2 separate regions of the Cricetulus griseus genome follow, and region 1 is linked to region 2. Evidence: chromatin contacts called from public Micro-C data. All regions are on one chromosome and are shown on one strand. The core of a region is the stretch at or near the end of the contact, and the rest is flanking DNA. Distances in the headings are between cores, read along the strand shown. Region 1 holds the start of Nxph3 (neurexophilin-3). Region 2 holds the start of Tac4 (tachykinin-4).

Region 1 (7,385 bases), core at 1,058-3,557, 250 kb before region 2:
AGGGATGGTGTCCCATTCATCTCTGCAGCCGAGGCTCTGGCCTGGTGCCTGGTACCGAGGACAGGCCCCACCAGTGGCTGATGGATGAAGGCAAAGAAAAAAGTGGAAGCAAGTGGGAGCCAGGAGTGTCCAAAAGGGGAGTGAGGGCAAGCCTGGCTGGAAGAACAGAGCAGCAAATGTGTGGGCAGTGCAAAAGCTAACCCTTCCATTTACTGCACTCCCACGATGTCCGCTAGCCATGGTGCTTGCACTGGGTTTACACATTGTGTCTTCTCTCCTTCTCTAAATGACAGATCTGAAAACTGACATCAGAGGATGGAAGTAACCTATCCAAGGTCACACAGTGTGTAGGGGTCTGGAGTGGAGTCTAAGACCGTCAGGCCTGAAAACAGCAGTCCTGCTGCTGGGCCACACTGCTGTCCTGGAGGCAGAACTTGGAATGGGCAAGGAGCGAGCCCAGCTACACCTCTGCCTAGCTGAGAGTAGGAACTAGCTGCCCACGCTCAGACTGACAACATCTTTCTCCCAGCTGGACCAGAGGCTCCAAGGCCACACAAAAATTTACCTGCTTCTTCCCCCCATCCCGCCCCCGGCTTTGGGAATCTTACACACACACACACACACACACACACACACACACACACACACACACACACACACACACAGAGGAAAGGCCCAGGGCACCTAGGAGACTCATCCAGAGTACCTCCTTCTGCAGTCTCTCCCTCTTTGCACTTGGCCCAGGCTGATATTAAGATTCATCTGCATTCCTAGCACAACGCCTGGCAGATGGTGGGGGAGGAGGCTGGGTGTGAGCTGGGGGCTGCAGTCAGAGACCACACTGGATCTCCGAGGGGCCCCAGGAGAGAGTGGGGAGAGCCCACCAATGGCCCAGCATAGGCTGGGACCACTCCAAATGCCTCCAGTGGGTCGGAGGATGCGACCTTTTATTTTTCTCAAGACTAAATGAGTTCCAGAGAGCTAGGAAAGAGGTCCATCCATTAAGAGTGGGAGTGATGGAAGAAGGGTGGTCCTGCACCTTTGGGCATCTCTTGTCTAGGTCAGTCCTTCTTGCCCTGGAGATCTGAAGGGACCAGAGCAACCTGGGACCCCACTGGGGTGAGACCCTATTTAGCCTGGTGAGCACCTGTGTCGTAAAGAAGAGGGAGGGAAGAATGGAAGGACAGCCTCTGAGAGGTCTTGTCCATCCCATCATCCCTCCTCTGTTTCTCAGGAGGCAAACCCTTACTCCAACCCCAGAATCCAGCCTGGTCCCTAGTGGTCTCTTCAGGCCAGCGCCTCAACCAAAAGCTTCATAGTGATTGCTCTGAGGAAGAAAATGAACGGCCTTGCTAAGAAAAGGGGTGCGAGCTAGACACTTAGAAGAACTTCCTTCAGCACCCTCAAGTCTTGCAGGAACCAGCAGCTGTGATCCGCTGTTGATATCCTTGCACCCTTAAAAGGGTTTGGGCAGAATTGTCTTTCCAAATTCTAGGACTCCTAGGGGTAGGTGTAGGTAGGGCGACAGATCCCCGATGCCCGCTACAGAAAATAAGGCGCGCTGCCAGGAGGGCGAAAAAGCTGGTGTCCCCATCGGCGGTCTTCCAGCCTCTCGCCTCCTCTCCCAGAGCGAGCTCCTCCGCCCACCTTCTGTCCCCTACGCTGGAAAGTCGGCGTCCCAGGTCCCCATGCTGCGGGCCGGCAGGGGAGGAGTTAACTCCGGAGGTACCGACTGGGCTCACGGTACCTGCCGCTGCCGCCGCCGCCGCCAGTGGGAGGGACGAGGAAGCGGGAGCCGCCTGGGCGCCAGGAGCGCTCCAGTCTGGCGGGGGCAGCGCGGGGAGCGGGCGGCCGCGGCTCGCTTGGCCCGGGCGTCCGCCAGGGGGCGCGCCGCGACGGGGCGGGAGGGGCCGTCTGGTCTGGGGAATTAGCACCGGGGACGGGCGCGCGCGCAGGTCCCCCAGCACATCTGGGCGAGAGCCGAGCCTCTGGAAGCGAGTGGGGCGCCGAGCGCCTGTCTGGAGAGGCGCAGCCACCGCGCAGCCGGAGCCCCTTCGAGACGCTCCGGGCTCACATCTGGCACCGGGAGACGGGACCGCGCGGCGCGCAGCTGGACGCGGGGAGGGGGCGGCGGCTACACAGCTGGACCGAAGGGGGCGGGGTCGGTCCCAGCGACGGGCTGAGGGGAGGGCCGCGAACCACCGGGGACGGGAGCATGGGACAGCGCGCCTGAAGGAGCAGTCCAGGGAAGAGGGGGACTGGGACCCCGAAAGGAAAAGAGAGACGGGTGAGAGCGGAGGAGGAAGATGCAACTGACCCGCTGCTGCTTCGTGTTCCTAGTGCAGGGCAGCCTCTATCTGGTGAGTGGTCCGCGGGGAGCGGCGCAGGGCGGGGGCCAGAGGATGGGGAGAGCGCGGGAAGCCGCGGAGCCCTGAAACTTTCTCCCTCCCCCCTCCCCTGACATCCCAGGGATGCGGGCGGGCGAAAGCTGGAGGCTGGGGGAGAGGGCGGGTCCGAGGCCGGAGGCCGGACAGGAAGGGTTAATAGGGGCGGGGAGGAGGGTGTTTGGCTGGCCCACCCACTCCGCGGCTGATGGCGGGAGGTGCGAGTGACACTAGGGAAAAGGCCCCTCGGAGCTGAGTCGCCAAGGATTACCCGACCTCTCGCAGCATCCCAGGACGCGCGGAACGGGGGTGGGGCAGCTGACCTGCCGGGTCAGGGGACGCAGGCTTCTCCTCTGACCTCTGGGGCCCAGAGAACCCCAAACTGTGGGCCCTGGCGCGCAAAGCCCGGGCGGACTGGGGGCGGCCTCCGCGTCCCTTCCTCCCGCCGTCCCTCCCGCTCCCTCCCTCCTCGCCTGTTGTTTTCCTCGCCTCTCCCGGCTGCGCGCAGCCCGAGCCCCACAGGACCTGGGCAGGCGGCTCCCGCCCCAGGCGCTCATAGCAGCTGAGCTGAGCGCCCAGAGCCCGCTCCCCCGCGGCCCAGGATGCCCTGGAACCCCACCCGGACCCTAGCCCAGAGCTTAACTCCCCCGCCACCCTAGCCCGCCGCCCTACATCTGTCTCCGACCCCAATCCTGTCCTGGAGAAGCCTCAGCACCACTGGAACTGCCCCCTTCCTCAAAACAATTCCCATTGACAGCAACCCTCCCACCCCCAGTCCGCTGTTGGAGAGGAAGCCTTCCCTGCTTGGCCCTTACCTGTGGCCCTGATCACTACTGAGCTATTGACTATCTCAACCATTCAATTAAACCCTAGAGCCAGCTCCGAACAAGTGGGCAACCTTGAACCCAGCCCTAGGAGCCTCCCTGCCTGCCTATCCTGACCCGGGGGACACTGGGAACCTGGAAAGCAGGGCCAGCCTTAGCCGTGGGACAGATACTGGGTTGGTCACAGCACACAGGCATAGGCACAGCCAAGACCAGAGCAAGAGACATAAAGACTAAACCCTTTTGGAACCTCCCATCCCAGCTCCTCAGGAATCCCTCGGCCCCACCCATGTCATCATCGATCCAGATGTTGCAGTTAAGCTGGTGTCTCCTCGCTGGTGACATAGACACACCGATGAGAACTCGGTCCCAGAAACTGAGCAAACACATCCAGACCATTGAGTCTAGGGAGTTAGGTAACCTCCCCTGCTGGCTTGTTCCACCCTTCTCCAGGAAGCCTCCCCAAGGTGTGGCCTGTCACCATAGCTGAGCCTGCTGAGGCGAGAAAACCCTGGCAGAGTTTGACAGGACATCCAGGTGGAAACAGGGCTTCAGTAAAAGTCTTTTGCAAAGGTACATCTGGTCTGTGCCTCGTGATGGGACACTTGTGGCCTATGTCTTTTGGTGATGTAACCTGAATATCCTGATGTCCTCACCTGTGAAATGGGACTCACAAGAACTGGTCCCTCATCATGCAAGTGCTGTCTTGGCATGTCATCACCAGTGTTCCCCAGAGAAGGGTTTTGCTTCCTCGAGCTGGCCATCCTGGGTGTGGCATTCACACCTGGGTCTCCTAGCTTTAGCAAAACCTGAAACAAACTGGTACCTGCCCAGGACTGTCACTGTTTCTGGATTCTTATTTTGTGGTGTTTGACTTTGAAGCCAGCAGTTATCCTAGGCTAGGAATGGTGTCTCAGCCAGAAGACTAAAATGTCTTAAACGGCATGAGATGTAGGTGTGCTGGCACAAGGGAGTTCCTAAGGCAGGCATCAGGCTCCCCAAATAACTTGCAACTCCCCAACTCCAGGTTAAGGAGTGCTGGAGGACAGAAATGGTGCCTCCCTGGCGTCTTGGCCATATCAAGGGTAGGGATTCTACCTGGCCTTCACACTGAGAGCTTCTGCAAGGTCACAAGCTGAGCCCTGGATGGGAGATGGTGGCACAGGCCTTTAATCCCAGCATTTGGAAGGGAGAGGCAGGCGGATCTCAGTGAGTTCAAGGCCAGCCCAATCTACAAAGTGAGTTCCAGGACAGCCAGGACTGTTACACAGAGAAACCCTGTAGTCGAAAAACAACAAACAAACAAACATAAAAAGCTGAGCCCTTCCTACCTGACTGGGGCTTATCTGGAGAAGAGACCTGTGTCTCTGATACCCTAATCCATGAAGGGGAGACACTTCCTGACCATCCTAGGTTTTGAATAGCATCCAGAGGCAGGGCAGAAAAGAAAGGACATGAAGTGACTGATGTATTAGAACATGAGAGTGGGTCTTGAGAGAGCCAGTGTGTACTCCGAGTACACCACAAGGGAACAAGCAGGTGCCCCCCTTAGCCAGGGGCAGAGAACATAAAGATGGTGATAGGGATGTAGGTCAGATCTCAAATCTCCTGGGTCCTCTGGGGACAAAGCTCTAATTCTTTTTCCAAATCCCTCCATAGGTTATCTGTGGCCAAGATGATGGCCCCCCTGGCTCAGAGGACCCTGAGCATGACGACCACGAGGGCCAGCCTCGGCCTAGGGTGCCTAGGAAGCGAGGTCACATCTCACCTAAGTCCCGCCCCTTGGCCAACTCCACCCTCCTAGGGCTGCTGGCCCCACCCGGGGAGGCTTGGGGTGTCCTTGGGCAGCCCCCCAACCGCCCCAAGCAAAGCTCCCTACCCTCGACCAAGGTGAAAAAAATATTTGGATGGGGTGATTTCTACTCCAACATCAAGACAGTGGCTCTGAACCTGCTGGTCACAGGGAAGATCGTGGACCACGGCAACGGGACCTTCAGCGTCCACTTCCGTCACAACGCCACAGGCCAGGGTAACATCTCCATCAGCCTTGTACCCCCCAGCAAAGCTGTAGAGTTCCACCAGGAACAGCAAATCTTCATCGAAGCCAAGGCCTCCAAAATCTTCAACTGCCGGATGGAGTGGGAGAAGGTAGAACGAGGCCGCCGGACCTCGCTCTGTACCCATGACCCAGCCAAGATCTGTTCTCGAGACCACGCTCAGAGCTCAGCCACCTGGAGCTGCTCCCAGCCCTTCAAAGTCGTGTGTGTCTACATTGCTTTCTACAGCACGGACTATAGACTGGTGCAGAAGGTGTGCCCAGATTACAACTACCACAGCGATACCCCCTACTACCCATCTGGGTGACCTAGATGGGCCACACAGGCCTGTGCAGGAGGCCAGCTGTCTGGACACTGGGCAGGGAAGGGATGGGTCTCAGGAAGGGAGGGGGTGGAGAGGGCAAGAGGCCAGATGGGCCAGGGCCAGGCCTCAGGTGTTGGGGAAGGGTTCCCAGGGCTGGCCCCAACCTGGGGTGAGATTGTACTTGTTAAGGAGGAGGAGTAGGCCCTGGACGGGCTTACAGAGCTTTCCCTCTGGTCCAAAGCTGATGCTGGACTCTGAGGCCTCTGGGCAGGCAAGCCAGGTGGCCCCAGATCAAGCCACGGAGAAGGCCTTAACCCTTGGCTCTCTCCTTGTCATTCAGAAAGAGGGCAGCGGTCAACAAAGGGGCTTCCGGCTGTGTAGGCCAGGCAGACAGCTTAGGACAGATTGGCTCAGTGGCTTCCTCCTTGGGGGCTCACAGTGGGCATCCCGGAGTCCTTTTCCTGCACTGAGACTAAAGTGGTGAGCTCATCCCCATCCTCAGGTCTTTGCTGTCATGACTATCTGTCACCAGCCAGGCCACCCCTTTCCGAAATACCCTCTCCCTCCAGCACTCTGCACCGCTGTCACCCTCTTGCCAATGGCACACCATGCCCAGCCCAGACAGGACTGTTATGTCCTCCTAGCATGAAGGGCATAAGCAGAAACCTGCCGGTGTGCTGTGTGCCCACCTCTGCCCTAACCCCGCTGAGTGTGCATTCCAAAATAGGGGTGGGAACTTCTTCTCTGGGCCATGGGGCTATCAGCAGAATGGGGCTCAGGAGACTGGACTGTGTGGCCACGCTGGAACTGTGCCCTCGTGTTGTCTGTGGGGGTGGGGGGAGGGGTGGGAAGTCTTGTGAAATGCCCTGTCACTTCTCTGTGCAGAGTCTTGTCCTTGGAGCAGGGAATAAAGATTTCCCAGGGCACCATATTCTGAATTATCCAGGGGAGAGGTACCTGGACCCCTGTCTGGCTAGCATTTTCCAAATGGGGATCAAAGCTATAGACCTCTTGATCCCTGATCAAGCTCCCTGAGGCTTTGGGGCTGCCTTCTCTCACATTCTTTGCAGGCAAACAGATCAAGGGCCAGAGGCCCAAACAAACACTTTTGGGACTGGGCATGGCACCTGAAGGGGCAGCTTGGGGTAAGAGCCAGCAAAGGAGGTATGGGCCAAAATCTTCCTCCCCCAGTCCTCACTGAGTTGTCATCTCTGGCCCTGCAGGGGGCAGTGGATGATGCCCAAGGGTGTCCCATCTCTGCTTTTTTTTTTTTATGGCCTGGTCAAGTTCACTGCCCTCAGCAGCCTCTTTCTGTTTCTTCCTCTGTATCATGCAGCCATGAGAATCACCCAGGCTAGTGCTCCAACAGCCTTCAGGGTCCTCCCTAACTCAGTAGGAGTGGGCAGGGTCTGTATCTGGGCCTTGGGCCTGGGTGGATGCTGACAGACTTTGAGAACTGCCCAATGACCTCTAAGCAAACTTGGCTCCAGCTCCTGAGGACGAGGAGTCTCTGCTCTCTCCAGCTGTGACTCCCATCTGCCTCTTGGGGGAAAAGGAACAGACTATGGTGGCATGGGGACTAAAAGAGCATGAGAGTAGCCACTTTGTCCTCCTGCTAGAGGTGGCACCAGAACAGATGGATGCCCAGGCAAGGGTCCTTGATTTGGGGGACTCGGGTGAAGGGAAGGATGGAGCCCCCACCATGATGTCCCTTCTGGAGGCCATTCTAGGTCTGTTCTCTTTGGAGGTCAGCACTCAGGTCCAAAGGTTCCTTTTGGAAGTGTAGCTGTAATGTGGAGAGTCCTGGAATGAGGGC
Region 2 (6,888 bases), core at 3,584-6,083:
CCAGGAGGCATCCTTGGGAAAAGTACTTACAATCAGAACCTCAGTCACCTACTGGGCTTATGGGGTGTTGTTGCCATAGAGTCTATGGAAAGCCTGCCTTGCTCATATCTAGATGCTGCTGTCCATTTCACAACACTCCCCATCAGCCAGGTATGGAACCAGGGTGTAAAGCCTCAGCCCTGCTCCTCATGTGCTGGATAGCCCCTATATACCTGTTGCCATTGTCACTCCCCAAAGCATCCTGCACGGATGATGACTGATAGGGACAGTGCCCCTCACCATCCCATGGGCATCCTCTACTTGGTTTTGCAGAAGCCAGTCAGAACTATGCCCATGGCTTTGTCACTCACCCTCCAGCCGCTTCCCCATCAGACCATAGAACTGGCGAGTTCTGCTTCTCTTCATCTCCTGAAGCTGGAGTTCAATGCTGGCAACAGGGATTCCCTAGAGAAGCAGAGGGTTAGGGTTAGCACTAGAGTGTGGCGCTGAAAAGGAGATGGGGGAGCCATACCATCTCAACAGCCTGGCACTAGGTTCTTTTGCATATTTACCCCAAACATTGTATTTTTTTTTAAAGATTTATTTTGTGTACTGTGTTCTGCCTGCAGGCCAGAAGAGGGCACCAGATCTCATTACAGATGGTTGTGAGCCACCATGTGGTTGTTGAGAATTGAACTCGGGACCTCTGGAAGAGCAAGCCAGTGCTCCTAACCTCTGAGCCATCTCCCCAACCCCCCAAACACTGTATTGATAATGATGTAAATTTTCACCTGCTGTGTTCCTGGTAGTGTCCTAAGAATTTTCATTTAGTAACTCACTAATTCTCTCACCCAAACCTCATGAAAATAGCCCAATATTATTGCTGTCAGCATTTTACAGATGAAGACATACAGGTACATAGAGATGAACTAATATGTCCAAAACCAACTGAGAAGTGGAGTCAGAACTTGAACCTAAGTCATCTGGATCAAAGGGCAGGCTCTCACTTAGTCAAAATTTCAATATAAATTAAGACTTTGGAGCTGGGCACGGTGGCATGTGAAGGTAAGAGTGGCTGAGGCAGGAGCATTGTCTGAGTCGCATAGCCAAAACATTACCACTACCACACACAAAGGATTGCTACCAACTGGAGGTTAGACTGATCTACATGTAGTTCCAGGTCAGCTAGGAATACACATAGTAAGTCTATCTCAAAAAGAACATGTGGCCGGGTATTGGTGGCACACACCTTTCGTGCCAGCTCTCAGGAGGCAATGGCAGGTGGATCTCTGCGAGGTGGAGGTCAGTGTGGTCTACAGAGCTAATCTGAGGACAGCCAGGGCAACACAGAAACCCTGTCTCAGAAAATGGGGGTGACCCCTGTTCATTTTACATATGTGGAAACTGAGGGAGCTAGTAACCTTAATCAACGTAATACAGGAGAAGCTGAAGCAGGGTTCAAAGGTCTTGAGAAATGTCAAAGACCATAAGTGACTGCCACTTAATATTGCAGGGCAACCAGGGCTAAATGGCTGTTCTCTTTTCTCTATTGTCCCAGACTTACCCTCCCCAGAGCTGGGCATCCTGGAAGGAGTCCCACATGGGGTCTGGGTGGAGCTATTGCCCCAGAAAAAAACATTTTTAGTCAGTCTAGCCCAGTTGGAAAATATCCTTCCCAACAGCTGTGGACCTGAGTTCTCTCTCCCCCACTCCCTCTATGACCTTGAATCTCTGGGGGAGCACCTATGACCATTTCTGAACTGAGACAAGTAGGAACCACCTTTTCCAACAAGGCTAAAGACAAGCCACAGCCTTGAGGCCATATGTTGGGAACTGGGGACAGCTCAGTGACTCAATTGGTGCAGGATCTCCAGAGGTTCACAGCTGGGAGTCAGGGAAGCCCCATGGGCTGTTTGGGTCTTGTGGAACCCTGTTTTCATGATGATTGTTCTCTAAGTCTTGGCCTAATTCAGCCTCCCAATCTGTTTCCTCCCTGAGCTGTCAGTGGCTGGGGCAGCTGTCGCCAGCTGGAGTCGCCCAGCCAAGCCAGAAACCAGAGAAAAGTCTCTTTGGAGATTTAGACCCATCTTTGAAAAGCTCAAGAAAACCACTTTGCCTTAATAAAGGGCATCCTCCAAGCACAAACTGGAAAGTGGTCTTTTATGAATTAAATAGAGCAGACCCTTCTATCCATCAGGGTTTTGCTAGGGGAGGGGAAACATTAGGACTATCCTATTTTACCCAGGAAACCCAGGGGTGACTGCAGGCAGGGCACCCTGGGAACTGGAGCAATGAGATCATCCCATTTGTAGTGACACTTAGCAAGCCGCAGAGTCAGTCTATCAGGACTTCTGGTCATCTAGCCTAGCCTCTGCTCTCCTTGGGAGGCTGAGAGGCACTAAGGGAGAGAGGAGGGGACAAGATTCACTCCTGTGGGATGAGCTAATTGACTGCAGGTGGGAACCAGAACTGCCAATGCCATGTGAAATTATGACACTTCCATGTGGCCATGCCCGTGTTGTCTCTGATCCAATAGGACTTTTTACACATTGCATGTTTGTCATTGACTTAAAAAGAAAACATCATAGCTGCAGAATGAGCAAGGGGTTATTTTCTCTCTCCTCCATCTTGCAGGGGAGGAACTGAGGTTGAGAGTAGCAGGAGTCAGTGGAGAAGCTGAGACTTGAACCCAGGTCTCCCAGGCCTGCTGTCCTCTCCCACTGCCCACATTTCTCTAGTCCAACTAGAGAGGACCCCTTAGCAGAGCTGTCTATGCATGGCTTTCCCTGTGGTCCCATTCTGAACCCTCCTTTTCTCTCTAGGCTGACCTTGAACTCCCTATGGAGTCAACAATGACCCTGATGGGCTGGAGAGATGGCTCAGAGGTTAAGAGCACCGACTGCTCTTCCAGAGGTCCTGAGTTCAATTCCCAGCAACCACATGGTGGCTCACAACCATCCCTTATGAGATCTGGTGCCCTCTTCTGGTGTGCAGATATACATGGAAGCAGAATGTTGTATGCATAATAAATAAATGAAATCTTAAAAAAAAAAAAAAAGAATGACCCTGAACTTCTGATCCTCCTGCCTCAACCTCCTGAGTGCTGGGACAACAGACATGCACCATCATGCAGTTTTATGTGGTGTTGGGGATTGAACCTGGGTCTCCATGTATACTAAGCAAGCCCTTTACCAACTGAGAAACATCCCTAGTCCCCCAATTCTGATGGCGTCCAGAAACCTCACATGGCTCAGCAACATAAACCAACATCAGCCAAGTGTCTCTTCCTGGGACTGTGGGGAGGAGACAGACTCCAGTTACTCTCCTGGTTCCCTGGTCAGGGATTGGAAGCTCTAAGGTCAGTGTCTCTACCTAGGTCAGAGGTATTGGATCTCAGGGTAGGCTGGGGAATTCAACTTTTAGATTTCTTTCCAGTGACAGTACCAGGGAGTTTAGTAGACACCACCATAGTCAAACACTAGTGCTCATCAGGAGACAAAAGTGTTGCTTTGTGTGAGACAAAACAGTGACCCTGCTCCAGTTGGTCCCTCAAAAAGAAGTTCCCGGGTGCTCAGATACAGAGTTAAAACTTAGCTAAGGTGGAAGCTGTACATCTTAGACAAGCTCCTTGCCCTCTGTAGTCATCTGTGAAATGGGGATAACAATGGTAGTTTCCCCATGAAGTTGAAACAAGTTACTGTTTATGATACAGTCCGTACAGTACAAGGAACGTAGTAGGTGTTAGCTAAGTGTTTCTATACACACAGCACACATTATTGCTCTCACATGTGCAAGTCAAATGTGCCTCTGCTGGCTGGACAGATCAGAGTTCATGGCCTTGACCCTCCCCACTCAGGGGAGTTGACCAGCCTGTCTTTCAGGGTTTGGGGTACACTCTGCTATTCTGGCATTCTCAGAAGGGATCTCCCAGCCCTCCACCACAGGTCATCATCTCAGAAAGGTACCTTCAGGTTCACGGTCACCCAGGACTCTGCTGCTGTGCCGAGTGTCAGTTGCTCTCTGTCTCCTGTTGTAGTGCACACTGATGGCCCAATCAGGAGCAACAGGGCAAGGAGGGGCAGCATGGTGAGCAAGAGCTGCTCTGTCCAGGGAGTCTGGGAAGCCCCTCTCAGCCTGATGCCGCCTCCTTCAGCAGTCTCCACTGGGCCACTCCAGTATGGGTGGGAAATCTACCCTTGTTCTCCAGGCCTTCCAGCTCCTCTGCTTCCTTCCTGTGGCTAATCCCATCTTTGAGCTACTTCACTAACAGTCGCTCTCCCTGGCTGATTGAGCCAATACCATCAAGAGCCTAGACCTCCTCATAGCCACCCCCAGCATTTGATCCCAAGGCTTAACACTGATGCAATACCAGCCTTACCCTTGGCTGAGTTCCCTCCTGTTACAGCTTGCCAGGGACAACCCCCAGGGGAGTATCTCTATTGTTGGGTCTGGGAAGAGAGCTATATGGTGCCCGTATGTCACTGCTGCTCAACCACTCCCATCCCATCTCTTCTCTTTCTGCACTCTCCCCATCACAGCCCCCATGTGTCCTTAGAACACACTGCTTGCCCTGGGAGGCGCCAGTTGTTAAAGAAGTGAGGCTTCTTGCAAGTGGAAACTGAGATTTGCTAGAAAATGACCTCTGACTCCAAATGTCAGCCATTGACCCTCAGTGATTTTCCACGATTGCCAAAATGGCATCCTAACACTGAACCACACTTATCCCCTCTGCTTGTAGCCCCTGTGCCTTCTTTCTACAAACTCTGTCACTCTTTCTACAAACTGCAAGCTCCTGAGTATGCTCAACCCCTGTCTGTTCAGATCCTCCCTCTCTTTGCCTGGCCATCCATCCAACCCTCCCTCTCTCCCTCCCTCCCTCCCTCCCTCCCCCTCCCTCCCTCCTCCCTCCCTCCCTCCCTCCCTCAGTCATCTGTCAGTCTAGAACAAGGGCCCTGTGTTCAGAGACCCAGGATCCATTTGAAGCATCATTGTTGAGTTTTGTGACCTCTGGCTATTACTTAACCCCTCTAAACCTCAGGACCCTCCTGGGTAACACAAGGCTGAGGATGCAACGAAATAATGCATATGGAGCATTCAGCACAGTGTGCAATGGTAAATATTTAATGTCTGTTAACTATTGTTATTGTTACTTTTGTTTTTTGAGATAAGAACTTCTCTGTGAGCCAGGTGTTAGTGATATACACCTTTAATCTCAGCACTTGGGAGGCAGAGGCAGAGGCAGGCAGATCTCTGTGAGTTCGAGGTCAGCTTGGTCTACAGAGAGAGTTCCAGAACAGGCTCCAAAGAAATACAGAGAAATCCTGTCTCGAAAAACAAAAAACAAAGTTTCTCTGTGTAGCTCTGGCTGCCCGGGAACTCCCTCTGTAGACCAGGTTGGCCTTGAAATCAGAGATCCACCTGCCTCTGCCTCCTGAGTGGTGATTAAAGGCGTGTGCCACCATGACCTGCTAACTATTATTATTACTATTATTGGGACTGGATGGGAAGATGAGCAAGGAAGACACTGTGCCTGAGATCATCACCAGAAATCTCTGATGAATGCAATGGGGGTTGTGAATGCCAGCACATGCTAAAATGCAGATTTCCTGGTTCAGGAAGTCACCCTGTCTTTTATTCAGTGCCCCAATGGGCAAGACACCCAGTACCTCCACCCTCTTGTTGGCTTTCTGTCATCTTCCTTAACAAATTCTTCCTTACAGGTACCACCTTTCTCCTCTTCATTTTACAGATGTGGAAACAGGCAGTCAGGCTTGATCTAAAGGAGCATCTTAGATACCAGTGCCGGGCTTATAGGCTAGCCTGGAAATCCCAGCACAGGCCTCTGGACCTGGGAGATGGCCTTCCTACTGCAGGCACAGTCAGATTGACTTTAGCCCATGGAGTGTTTCTGAGCCTCAGTTTCCCGGTCTGTAAACCTCCCAGGGTGGGACAATGAATGAATGTTGTTCATGAATGACTGGGTAAAGTGCTCGCAGGCTCAGCTCTGGTCTTGAGGCTCCCCACCTCGCTGGCGAAGGAACCACCATGCCTGGGGCAGGATGTGGTGGGCGCACAGTGTGGACGAGGCGGGAGGCATCGGGCAGATGAGAGGGCGGAGAGAAGAGAGAGAAAACCCCAAAGGTCCGGAAGGCCCAGAGGGGGGCAAGGCACCAGCTGGAAACCGCGGCTATTTGCAGCATTGCCCTAGGTTTGCGGTCAGGCTGGGGCTGGAAGGCCCGGCGACCGGGTTCGCAGCCCCGCCCCGGTGTCCTCGGCCACCCGGGCGAGGCCCTGGCCGATGAGTCCCCTTCGCTGCAATGTAGAGGCCCGGGAGGTTCTGGGCTGGGACCGAAGGAGGACAAGGCCACCGGAGGAGAAACGCGTGCGGGGACAGTAGGGAAAGACTCTCGGGAAAACGCAGTGTGGGTGCGGTAGGCGGGGCCCCGGCAGGTTGGGGTAGGCGGGGGCTTCGACAGGTTGGAACTCCCGCTCTACTCACGGAGGTCGGGCACACTCGAGCAGGCAGCGCCCTCCATCGGCCAAGCTGAGCTGCGCCCAGGACCGACCGAGCTGAGCAGTGCACCCTATCGGCTGAGGCCGGCAGCACCCCTCACCGACCGATGCCGGCTGGCTCAGGTCCGGAACAACCGAGTGTGGGCGGCCCGGTCCGGGGCGGCGCTCTGGCTGCGGGGCGGGTCGCGGCAGCGGTGAGGCTCGCTGGGCGCCGGGTGGGCGCGAAGGATTGCTAAAGGCTGCGGTTTGGCCAAGATCGCAGAGCCGAAAAGAAAAAGATGCAAGCGAGGACGGATGAAAAAAAAAAAAAAAAAAAAAAGGACGAGGAAGAAAAGGGAAACACTAGATCCCGCGGGCGAGCTGCGGGCAGGAAGCCGACGCTTCCAAGCGCCCACT

The links. A called contact is a pair of places that touch in the nucleus more often than the background predicts.
Region 1: a Micro-C map of the CHO-K1 cell line shows a contact between it and region 2, with 6 times the contacts expected there. The contact joins the promoter of Nxph3 here to the promoter of Tac4 in region 2. A contact is called at or near these places in 3 of 8 Hi-C or Micro-C datasets (the CHO-K1 cell line and fibroblasts).

What each region holds. Positions count from the first base shown.
Region 1 is chr7:108,680,712-108,688,096 of CriGri-PICRH-1.0, reverse strand. It overlaps Nxph3 (neurexophilin-3), which reads left to right and starts at 2,307. Exons shown (of 2, transcript XM_027424271.2): 1 at 2,307-2,360; 2 at 4,868-5,572. The coding sequence starts at 2,307. The coding sequence ends at 5,572.
Region 2 is chr7:108,436,284-108,443,171 of CriGri-PICRH-1.0, reverse strand. Tac4 (tachykinin-4) reads right to left here and starts at 4,833. Exons shown (of 6, transcript XM_035447809.1): 1 at 3,945-4,833; 2 at 351-444. The coding sequence starts at 4,064.